Linked DNA regions of Arachis hypogaea: region 1 is linked to region 2. A link is a contact called in public Hi-C data. All regions are on one chromosome and are shown on one strand. Each heading gives the region's core, a stretch centred on a gene start, on an enhancer-like site or on the middle of the called end of the contact. The rest is flanking DNA. Distances are from core to core; before and after follow the strand shown. Region 1 holds the start of LOC112743596 (protein OCTOPUS-like). Region 2 has its middle 16 kb from the start of LOC140178311.

The links. A called contact is a pair of places that touch in the nucleus more often than the background predicts.
Region 1: a contact with region 2 is called in a Hi-C map of an unstated tissue, with 4 times the contacts expected there. The contact joins the promoter of LOC112743596 here to the enhancer-like site in region 2. A contact is called at or near these places in 5 of 8 Hi-C or Micro-C datasets (leaf and an unstated tissue).

The regions. Positions count from the first base shown.
Region 1 is chr14:102,157,343-102,162,232 of arahy.Tifrunner.gnm2.J5K5, reverse strand. LOC112743596 (protein OCTOPUS-like) reads right to left here and starts at 3,028. Exons shown (of 1, transcript XM_025792876.3): 1 at 153-3,028. The coding sequence starts at 3,010. The coding sequence ends at 350.
Region 2 is chr14:102,054,491-102,059,420 of arahy.Tifrunner.gnm2.J5K5, reverse strand. No RefSeq gene overlaps it. Among protein-coding and RNA genes, the nearest start is that of LOC140178311, 16 kb to the left of the region's middle. Within about 2 kb of position 3,175, at least 2 of the 3 cell types and tissues checked have open chromatin away from gene starts, as enhancers often do.

The DNA.
Region 1 (4,890 bases), core at 1,779-4,278, 100 kb before region 2:
AAAGCAACCATATTGTGTCCAAAGCCTAGGCATAATTTTCAGGAGCGTCATATATTCTATCATGCTTTTTTTGGCAATAAAAGCAAAAACCACCATTGAACTTAAGAGAGGGAAAGAGAATCAAGCCATTAATTAACATCATGGTCATATAGTTAAAGTAAAAAAAGAAACCACTGAAAATTATTGTTATTGAGTTTAGGGGTAACATGCTAATTACTGTAAAAGAAATGCAGGGTGCTTTTTTATCCAACCAACCAACCAAGAATACATAGACGTGTGTTTTACACAACAAATGCAGCAAAATCTAACAACACCATCAACAAACCAAAGAACTATGGACCTTCATTCTTTAATACAATCCAAGTACACTTCTAGCAATGGAATGTGCCTGGTTAGACCTGCCTTTCCCGGGCCAATTTCTCCGGCTGCCACGCATCGGCGTCAAGTAAAGCCGTAACAGGCCATTGTCTATGCTGTTGTTGTTAGGAGAATACCTTGCACTCCTATTTCTTTCCAAAACAACCTCATCCCTGCCCTTCTTCCCATGCCCATTAGCCTGAACATCACTCTTCCTCATGGCCGCCAACGCTCCAACTCCACCTCCAAAAGCTGGTGCATTCCTCCAACTAACACTGCTGTTGCTCCTCAACGCATTCCTATTGAATATGCCTCTAACATCCCCGTTCCGCTCACCTCTAAACTCCTGCCATGACTCGGAAAAAGATCGCTCCACACCGTTCCCGCCATTTCCTCTACCATACCTATTCTCCTCATCATCGTCCTTATTACCCCCACCTCCTCGCCGGTTAATCAAGCCCCAAATGTTCCACGCCTTACTCCACCTGAATGACTTCTTAGCCCCTTTCCGCTCCCCATTGATCCCAGCTGCATCTCTAGACCCCAACTCAAAGGTCTCAGAGTGATCATCCCTCAAGGAATTCGAGTTTGAATCCCTGTCCCTCAAGTCCCTATCAGGGAACACGGCCTTCGGCCCATGATGCGACAAATCAACACCACCACCGATACCGATACCAATACCAATACCAACACCACCTCCCACTCCACCAATGCCAACGGCAGGAGTTACCTTGGCATTTGCAACCGGAATTGCACCAGAAACAGGCTTCAACTCATCCATCTCAGCCACAACCGCAGCTGCAGTCTTCCTAATTGAACTAGACCTATCAAGGCTCTTCCTCCTCCGGGAGGAACTATCAGAATAATACTCCCTAGTCTGCAAAGTGCCACCGGGGACCTTAGCCTGATCAGCATTCTCAATGATAGCATTCATCATAACATTCACAGGCTCCTCCACAGGAATCTGAGTATCAGTCCTCAGGACCTGATGAACAGGAGCATCCTCCACCACAGACAACATTGAAGGCATCCTCGGAGGAGGAAATGTCCTCCCTATGAGGTACCCATCCCACGACGCCCTCGGCTCATCGAAAGAATACCTCGGGTCGTCCAATGACACCCTACCGGCCTCAAATGACATCCGTCCAATGTCCAGCGAGAACCGCGGATCGGTGTCACAGGACCGCCTGCCGAACCCATAGTCAGCGATCTCCGACTGCGTCTCACGGAATTGCCTGCCAATGGGCTTCTCCACAGGCAGCAGCGTGGTGCCGGAGCCCAGGGCACCATTTCGGCAGCGCTGCTTCTTCAGCTTCTGCTTCTGCCTCCATTTCTGCAGCTTCTTGCTGAACACTGAGGCTGCAGACCAGAAGCTACCCTTGAAATCGCGGCCGGAACTCTTCTTAGCGTTCGAATCCAGGTCGATATGTTCCTTCATCGGCTTCAGCAATTCCTCTTCCGGAACAACCACAATTTCCGGTTCTGGTTGGAGTTCAGGTTCTTCTTCCACGATTTCTGTAACTGCAACCCTCTCTTCTGTCACAATGTTGGGAACTACCGCATTTGTAGGTCCTTCTAGAACCCTAATTTCGTCTTCGTTTTGATCATTTTCTTCTTCTTGCTCTTGAATCTCTTCCTCCAGAACAGAAGCGCTCTCTGATTCTGATTCTGATTCTTCTTCTAAGGTGACCGGAGCTTGAACTATAGTGGAAGAGGAAGCGAGGTTTCTGGTTTCAACCTCGACGGAGGGTTCTTTTTTGGGGATTTTGCGCTCGTCGTCTTGGTTGAAGAGAGAGAATAGAGTGCTGCGAACCCTAACGTCACAAGATCTTCTCTGAGGCTCAAATGCGCCGGAGAAGAAGCCCTCGTTGTTCTTCGAGGCGGAGAAGGATTTTGTACGGCGGAGCTCAGGGAAGAACGAGGAGGACGAGGATGAGGTCGGCGGCGGGCGGTTTCCGCGGTTGCTGCCGGATGCGGACGGGCGGAAGATGGCTCTAAGGGCGGCGGCGGCGGTGGAGGAAGAGGTGGACCTGCGGGGGCCGGAGGAGGAGGAGCTGGCGGCGGTGCCGTTGGGATCGAGCACGGCGAGGCGCTCGCAGAGGCATGAGGGGCAGAATCCGGTGAACTGCTCCTGTGGGTGGCGATCGCAAGATGTGGAAGGACGGTGAGGCTGCAGAAGTTGCGGCGGTTGTTGCTGGTGCAGCGGCGGTGCCGGAGGTAACGGCGGCGGAAACAATGCTTGCTGCTGGTGATGCTGAAGCTGGTGCAGTTGCTGGTTGGGTTGTAGTGAGGGGTTGGATTGGGTTGTGGGATTCATACCCGGAAATGGTGGTGTGTGAAGTTGGCGGTTAAAAATGTGGTCATGTTCCGGTGGGAGTAACGAGTGAAAGAGAAGGGGGGGGGGGGAGAGAGAGAGAGAGAGAGAGAAGAAAGAGAGAAAGAGTGAGGTAGTGAGTGAGTGAGGGAGTGTGTGTGTGTGTGTGTGTTTTGCTTGCTTTGTCTGTGTGTCTGTGTCTTTGACAGAGAAAGGGAAAGGGGAGAAAGGGAAAGATAGAGAGAGAGAGGAGAGAGAAGGCACTGTTTGGTTCCCAACGGACACAGAGAAAGTGAAGAGATACAGATTTTGTGTCAATTTTGTGATTTTGTGAACCATCCAGAAAGCTCAACAAAATACATTAAAAGGGCTTAAAACAGAGCCTATATTACATGGCCATAAATACAACAATTCAATTCTCCGTTTAATATATTAATGTGTACGGACACTAATACAGAATATATATATATATATATATATATATATATATATATATGAATTTTAAATTTTTATAAAATATAATAAAAATACCGTGTATATATAAAATATAAAATATTTTTTAGATAAATTATAATTATATTTTAATATTTTATTGATATTAAAATATAAAATAATTTTTTAATTATTTTAATAAATAATAATATATATTTTATTTTTAAATTTATTGTAAAAATACATGTTAAGAATAAAATTGGACATGTTGATAAGTGATAATATTTAGATATGTCTAAATGTGTCTGATAAAAAAATTTTAATTTTTATTAAGATATGATTAGATACGACAGACACGCATACAGACGAATATCGTATTTAAAATGTGTCTGAGACAATTCAACAGAATGTCTATATTTTATAAATAGTACCGTAATAATATTGCTATTTTTAATGTCATTTTGAGTATTATTTTTTAAATGTATATTTGTATTAATTTATAAAAAATACAATATTCAATAATATCAATTTATTATTTTTCATTAATACTGTAATAGTACATTATACTATTTTATTTTAATGTTATTTTATATATAATTTTTTTAATATATATCTATATCTATATCATCACTTTGTAAAAAAATAAGTGATATTATCTGATAATATTTTTTTTTTAGTAGTAAATAGTAACATCAGTTTATTATTTCTTATTACATATTGTGATAGCATGTTGTTGTTGTTGTTGTGTTAAAAAACAATTGTTGACCTCAGTGGAAAATTTTTACTCCTCGAATATATTAATTAACGATATACTTTCACACTTTTAGACAAATTTAAAATATGATTAAAATTCTTCAATGAAGTTTTGCTCGGAGTTGAACCAACTACCAATTTCCCTGCTATTGAGACATAAAATTGTGATGAAATATAGAAAAAAATTATTATGTTTTAAAATATTAAATTAATGTATTGTGTCCTATTTAATAAAAAAATGTAGAAATATTAAATAAAATATATTTTATTTTTTATTATTATTATCAAATTTTTATAATTATATTTTTTATTATTTTATTTTGTGTGAACAAAAAACAAAAGTTAATTAGATTATTTATGATTTGTTATATCTTATATTCAGTTCATTCCTAAACAAAATATAAAAATACTAATTTTTATGTCATTGTCTTTTGTATCCTGTTTTTAATATCTTATCTTGTCTTGTTCTCAAAATTAAACACAACTTTAGGAATGAAAATAGATCAGGTCTTTGAAAGACCTGTAACTTAGCTTGCATTCGACTTGGTCTAGCCTGAGCTGTCATAAAATAGTTTTAGGTTTTGACCGATCTAAAAATCTAATTTTATTAATAGGCTAAGTCTAGACTCACAGAATAGTTTATAAGACTTCTCAAACCTATCTAAATCTGTTAAAATATAAATAATTTTTTATAATTAAAAAGCTACTAAAATTTTTAAATTTATTATATTTTATTATAAATATTTTTTATATTTTAAAAATTTAAATATTATTATAAATATTAAATTTAGTATATTGTATATATAAATTTTTAAAAGAAAAGTAAGTTTTTTAAATATTTTTATTTTTTATTTTGGTAAAAATTATATATTAGATTTTTTATCAACTTTGAGATTAGGCCAAGCTCAACATCAGTGCAGACTTAGTACTTAAAAGGTTTAATTATTTTGTAGGTCCTTATAGTTTTATCGAATTTTTAATTAGGTTTTTATACTTTTTTTTCTTTTCAATTAGGTCTCTATACCATATCAAAT
Region 2 (4,930 bases), core at 1,926-4,425:
TTGATTATAATCATATTAGCTATTTCATATTATATGATTTATATATGTGATCTCATTTATTGTTATAAATGTTAAATGAAATAACTCATTATTACTTTTGATTTGGGTTTAAATGAGAATAAAACTAAATATTCTATTTTACTTAGACCTTCAAGATTTAATGAAAACCAATATCCAAGTATAAATAAAACTCTAGAGTTTTGGTCCCTAACTTACCAAAATTATCTTGCAGCCCTTACTCTATCAAAGAGTTTCTATTCAGCCTAAAATAAGAATTTAATATATTTTTGTTGAGAAAAATAAAAAAAGCATAAAAGTCAAACTCTCTCAATCATGTTTAAATATACAGATATGTTTTCGATTTTATATATCTTTTTTAATCATTTAACATAGATGATGTTAGAGGTTAAGAAATCCAAGAATTCCAACTGTCCAATGTTATTAATGGTGTATTTGTGAATGACAAACTTGTGTCTCACTTGGATGGAGAAAGAAGTGACTTGTCAGATTTCGCAGCAAATTGACATTGAATCTTGATGCACAATGCTTGAAACACATTGAATTGCACTATTATTCTTACAAAGTTTTAAATATCCATGGCTAAGAAATTTAACCTTGTGATTCTAGATTCAACATCTTATCTTGCAAGTTTGCCTCCATTATCGAACAAATCAACAAGATTCAATTAACATGAATCGACTTTTTTATTTAGATAAATATTTATAAAAAACTTTAATTGCCGGTATGAAAGTAGTATGTAAATGCGCAGGACCAATTCGTTGAACGCCCATGCAAAATATATTTGAACTCCACCCTATTCGACCCGCACGAGAACCCTACCCGTACCCTACTCTACCTGATCCACGCGAGAACTCTACCTGCAACCTACCATATTCGCTGCGGATCGAGTTGGCAACCCTACCCGATCGGATGGGGGTTGGGTTGGGTACCCGCGGGTAGGATACATGTTGCCACCCCTATCCGTCACAAGTAATTCCGTAAATATCCGCGGGTGCAAATATTTTTTCCATCCCTAAAAAGGAATTTGGGATCTTTATGTGTTTAATAGTTTTGGTGGTTGTTGTTGGTTCATCTTTTGCTTATTTGTTCTTTGTTTTATGATTTTTGAGGTAAAAGATTTTTCTTTCTTTATCGTATGAGTTGTGCTCATAACATTCTTTTTCGCTGTATATTTATTACTGTGTAAGATGAGAAAGTAAGAAAAGTTGTGAAGTTGAGAGTAGAAGAGGCTTCATGATACGGGATGGTGGTAGTGGAGGAGTAGTAGAAAAGAGAAAAAATGGCTAAGGTGTTGGTAATAGAGTGTTGTTAAAATTTAAATTTTGAAAAAAAAAATGATAGTAGTATTTGAAGTGAGCTTGAAGATAAAAGATGGAGACAATTATTTTAAAAAAAATTTAAAATTTTGATATTTTTATCGTATAAAATTATAGTTGTATTTTCTTATGAGTAGTTTTATTAGCGTTTTAAATATTGGTACATAAAAATAATTATTTTTTTTTTTACAAATTAAAAACTCTAGTTGATAAATTAGTAGTACTAGATATATTGAATTTATAAGAAAACAATTTTTGAAGTGGTCCAGTCCCACAGGCACAATCCAGAAATGTATATTTCCTTAAACTTTGGTCCTGTTTGTGGGTTGGCTATTCATTCATGGCTGAATTTGGAGGTTCATCTCAACCTCAAAATCAAAATATATGCAATGCAATAAATAAAACCTCTTTGATTTGATCCCTTTCAGTTGCATATCACGGGTTCTCTCAATTAATGTTTCTCTTCATCAATTCAATTCAATTCTCTCTCCTCACTTTAACACACGCGTGGCCCATTATTTGTCCAATGAATAATATTTGAATGCATGTGAAGGTGAAAGGAGTGAGGACCCTCACTCATACCACCTTTCGCCATCACAAAATACACACATCATCTTATAATTAATCTTCTTGTACTTGTGTATTTTTTTGTACAAAATTTTCATGAAAAATTATATATAACCAGAAAACCCCTTAATTAAATTACTAAATTACTCAGAAATATCTTCAAAATATTCTAAAACATAATAATAATAATTCGAAAAGAACTTCAGAGATTTTCGATGCAATTCTCGATGCAGATTTTACAAACATAATTAAAAAAAGATATTTTTATCTTTATCATTTCGGGTTTTTTATTAGTGGATTTTTTTTTGTGAATTCCTTAAGCGGAAAAAATAAAAAAAATAAAGAGATCAAATTTTAGTTTTATTTTTTATATATATTTTTAAAATAATTATTTAAATATTCTCACAAAATTTTTGACCAAATACACAAACAATTTGTTAAATACAAAATTTACTTGTTATTTATAAAAATATTATTTTTTTTGTTATTTTTATCGCTTTTTATAATATTTTAAAAGTATTTTGTCGTTAACAAATTTAAAGAGTAATCCAATCAATGATTAAATAATTAGAACATACTTTGGTTGATTTACCGTATATTTTTCTTCAAAGTATAAACATTAATAGTTGAACTATATATGGAGATTCATCAGAGCAAATTAGTTATTAGTCTACTATATTAGTTATAATATCTCTAGTTTCTTCTTTCCTTTGAAAAAACAAAGGAGTTTTATGCTTAGTCTTTTATATTGTTGTATTCCACACTTAAATTTTATTTTCAATCGAACCAGTTAGCTTTTCCTTATAAAGTACATTACAGAAGAAAAGGATTAAAACGTCAAGTCCATCTATAAAACATCATAATCAATATCTATTTTATTTATTAACTTATTTTTTGCGATAATTATATATTTTTTGTGACCATTAATTAAAATAGATCTTTACCGATAACTATATTTATAATAACATATATGGAAGTCTTTGTTATTGCAAATCGGCAGAGTTTTAAACAACAACAAATATCTATGTTGGTAGGAGTCAATTATTATTATTATAACTGGTTTAATAGTTAATAATCTCTCATAAATCTCATGAGGCATATACATATTGATGTATCTCTTGATAATAAATGTTTATTTTACTTGAAAACTACTTGTGGTAGTGGAACTGAAGAAAGAAGATTGCTAACGTATGCATAGTGTATAGTGACGATGGAATGAGGCGTAAAGTGTTCCCATGTCCTCTCTCCTACCTACACACCCTTTTCCTTCTTCCCACAAAAACAAATTAAATATATTATTATTAATTTGTGGTTGGTTTTTGTCTCTCTCAAACTGTATATGCATCATGTCACACACAAATGGGGTTTTGATTTGTCTTTCTATGCTTAATCATCTAATAATTTGGTTGGTTCATGATCTGAATAGAATCTTATATAATTTCTCCAATATCCAAAGTGGATATATGCATTTATACATATGCATGTGTTTTCTAATTATTTGGTGGGACATATATTAATAGTAACATATTTTGGGACAAAAATTCTTCCCCTTTAGGTTGTGGCCCCATCTTTTACTTTGTTCTCTTTATTTGCCACTCACTTCCCTATCATGCATCCACTAATAATAAGATACATATATACATCACCCCACATAGTATTTTTTTCTTCCAACATGTAAAGTGTAATTTTTTTCAATAATGGGGTGCATGTTTGTGTTTTCTTGCCTCATTCATATTTGAACTAGCCCCTTTCAAACTTCAATTCATAAACATAAAGTCACATCCCAGGATTTATGCACAAGATATCTTCACAATAATCTGTCTACATGTGCATATTATGAATATAAATAGTATTATAATACCAATCGCCCTACGTGTACACTAAAAATTAATCGCTAAATTAGATTAGTCACCAGCATCAAATACATAGTGAAATATAAAATATATATTAAAATAAATAAAATAATATATATTTATATACAAATATATAATAACTAATTTAATAATTAATTTTTTATATACAGGTACCATTTTTTATATTATAACCTCACACAAAAAATTTCAATTGCACATCGTACATGTCCATGTATGTGTATTGGCTGTTGAAGGATATCATAGCTTATTCCGAATCCTCTTTTATTATTCAGGAATATATAAAAATATTTCCTACAGTGAAAAAGAAAAATTACATACTTTGATTTGTTTAAAATTGATAGTAGAAGTCTTTTTTTTTTTCCTTCTATGATCGAAGCATTTATCTTGAATATAGTAATTAATTTTGAATTCTAAACAGTTGGTTAAGTAAAGATAAACTTTTTCATTTAACCACACTCTAAATTAAAATTGATAGAGACTAGTCTAATATTTAATAAGAAAATCAATGGTAAGTATTAAATAAATGTTAATTAATTTGTTTCTTAGATAGACATAAATTTTTTAATAATGTATCTAGATAAGTAGCATTGTGCTTTAACATATATTCCAATTTTTTAAAACATCTATATTGTCACATGTACTTGTTCAAGCAATAGTTTAATTTTATTAGTTATATAATTAACTTTATAACTCAGATTATGTGCACATAACACAATATTGAATGGAATACAGCCAATTTTTAATTGCAGATGCGAGTTTAAGGAGTAAAATAATACATACACATGAGACAGCAAGATCTTATCTGAATTTGTGAGGGTTATATACCTTAGATTTTGCAGTCTATATATAGAAAAATTGGTGTGCAAATATTTTATTTGTGTGACATGAAAAAGTAGGTGATTAGCACTATTCAAGCATGCAAAGAAAGATTACAGGAAGATAACACTTCGTGATTTGGAGAGACCCAAATTTTTTAATCTTTATTTTCTGTTCTCTAGTAGTGAGCAACTGAAGATTCGGCATTGCAGACTAAATGGTTTTGTGTCCCCTCCTTTTTTTATTTTTTTTTCTTTAAAAAGAAAAATTGGACAGTGAGAATGAGCTTTTCCATGCTTCTTTTAAGATTTTTGTCATTTTCTAATAGGAAAGAAC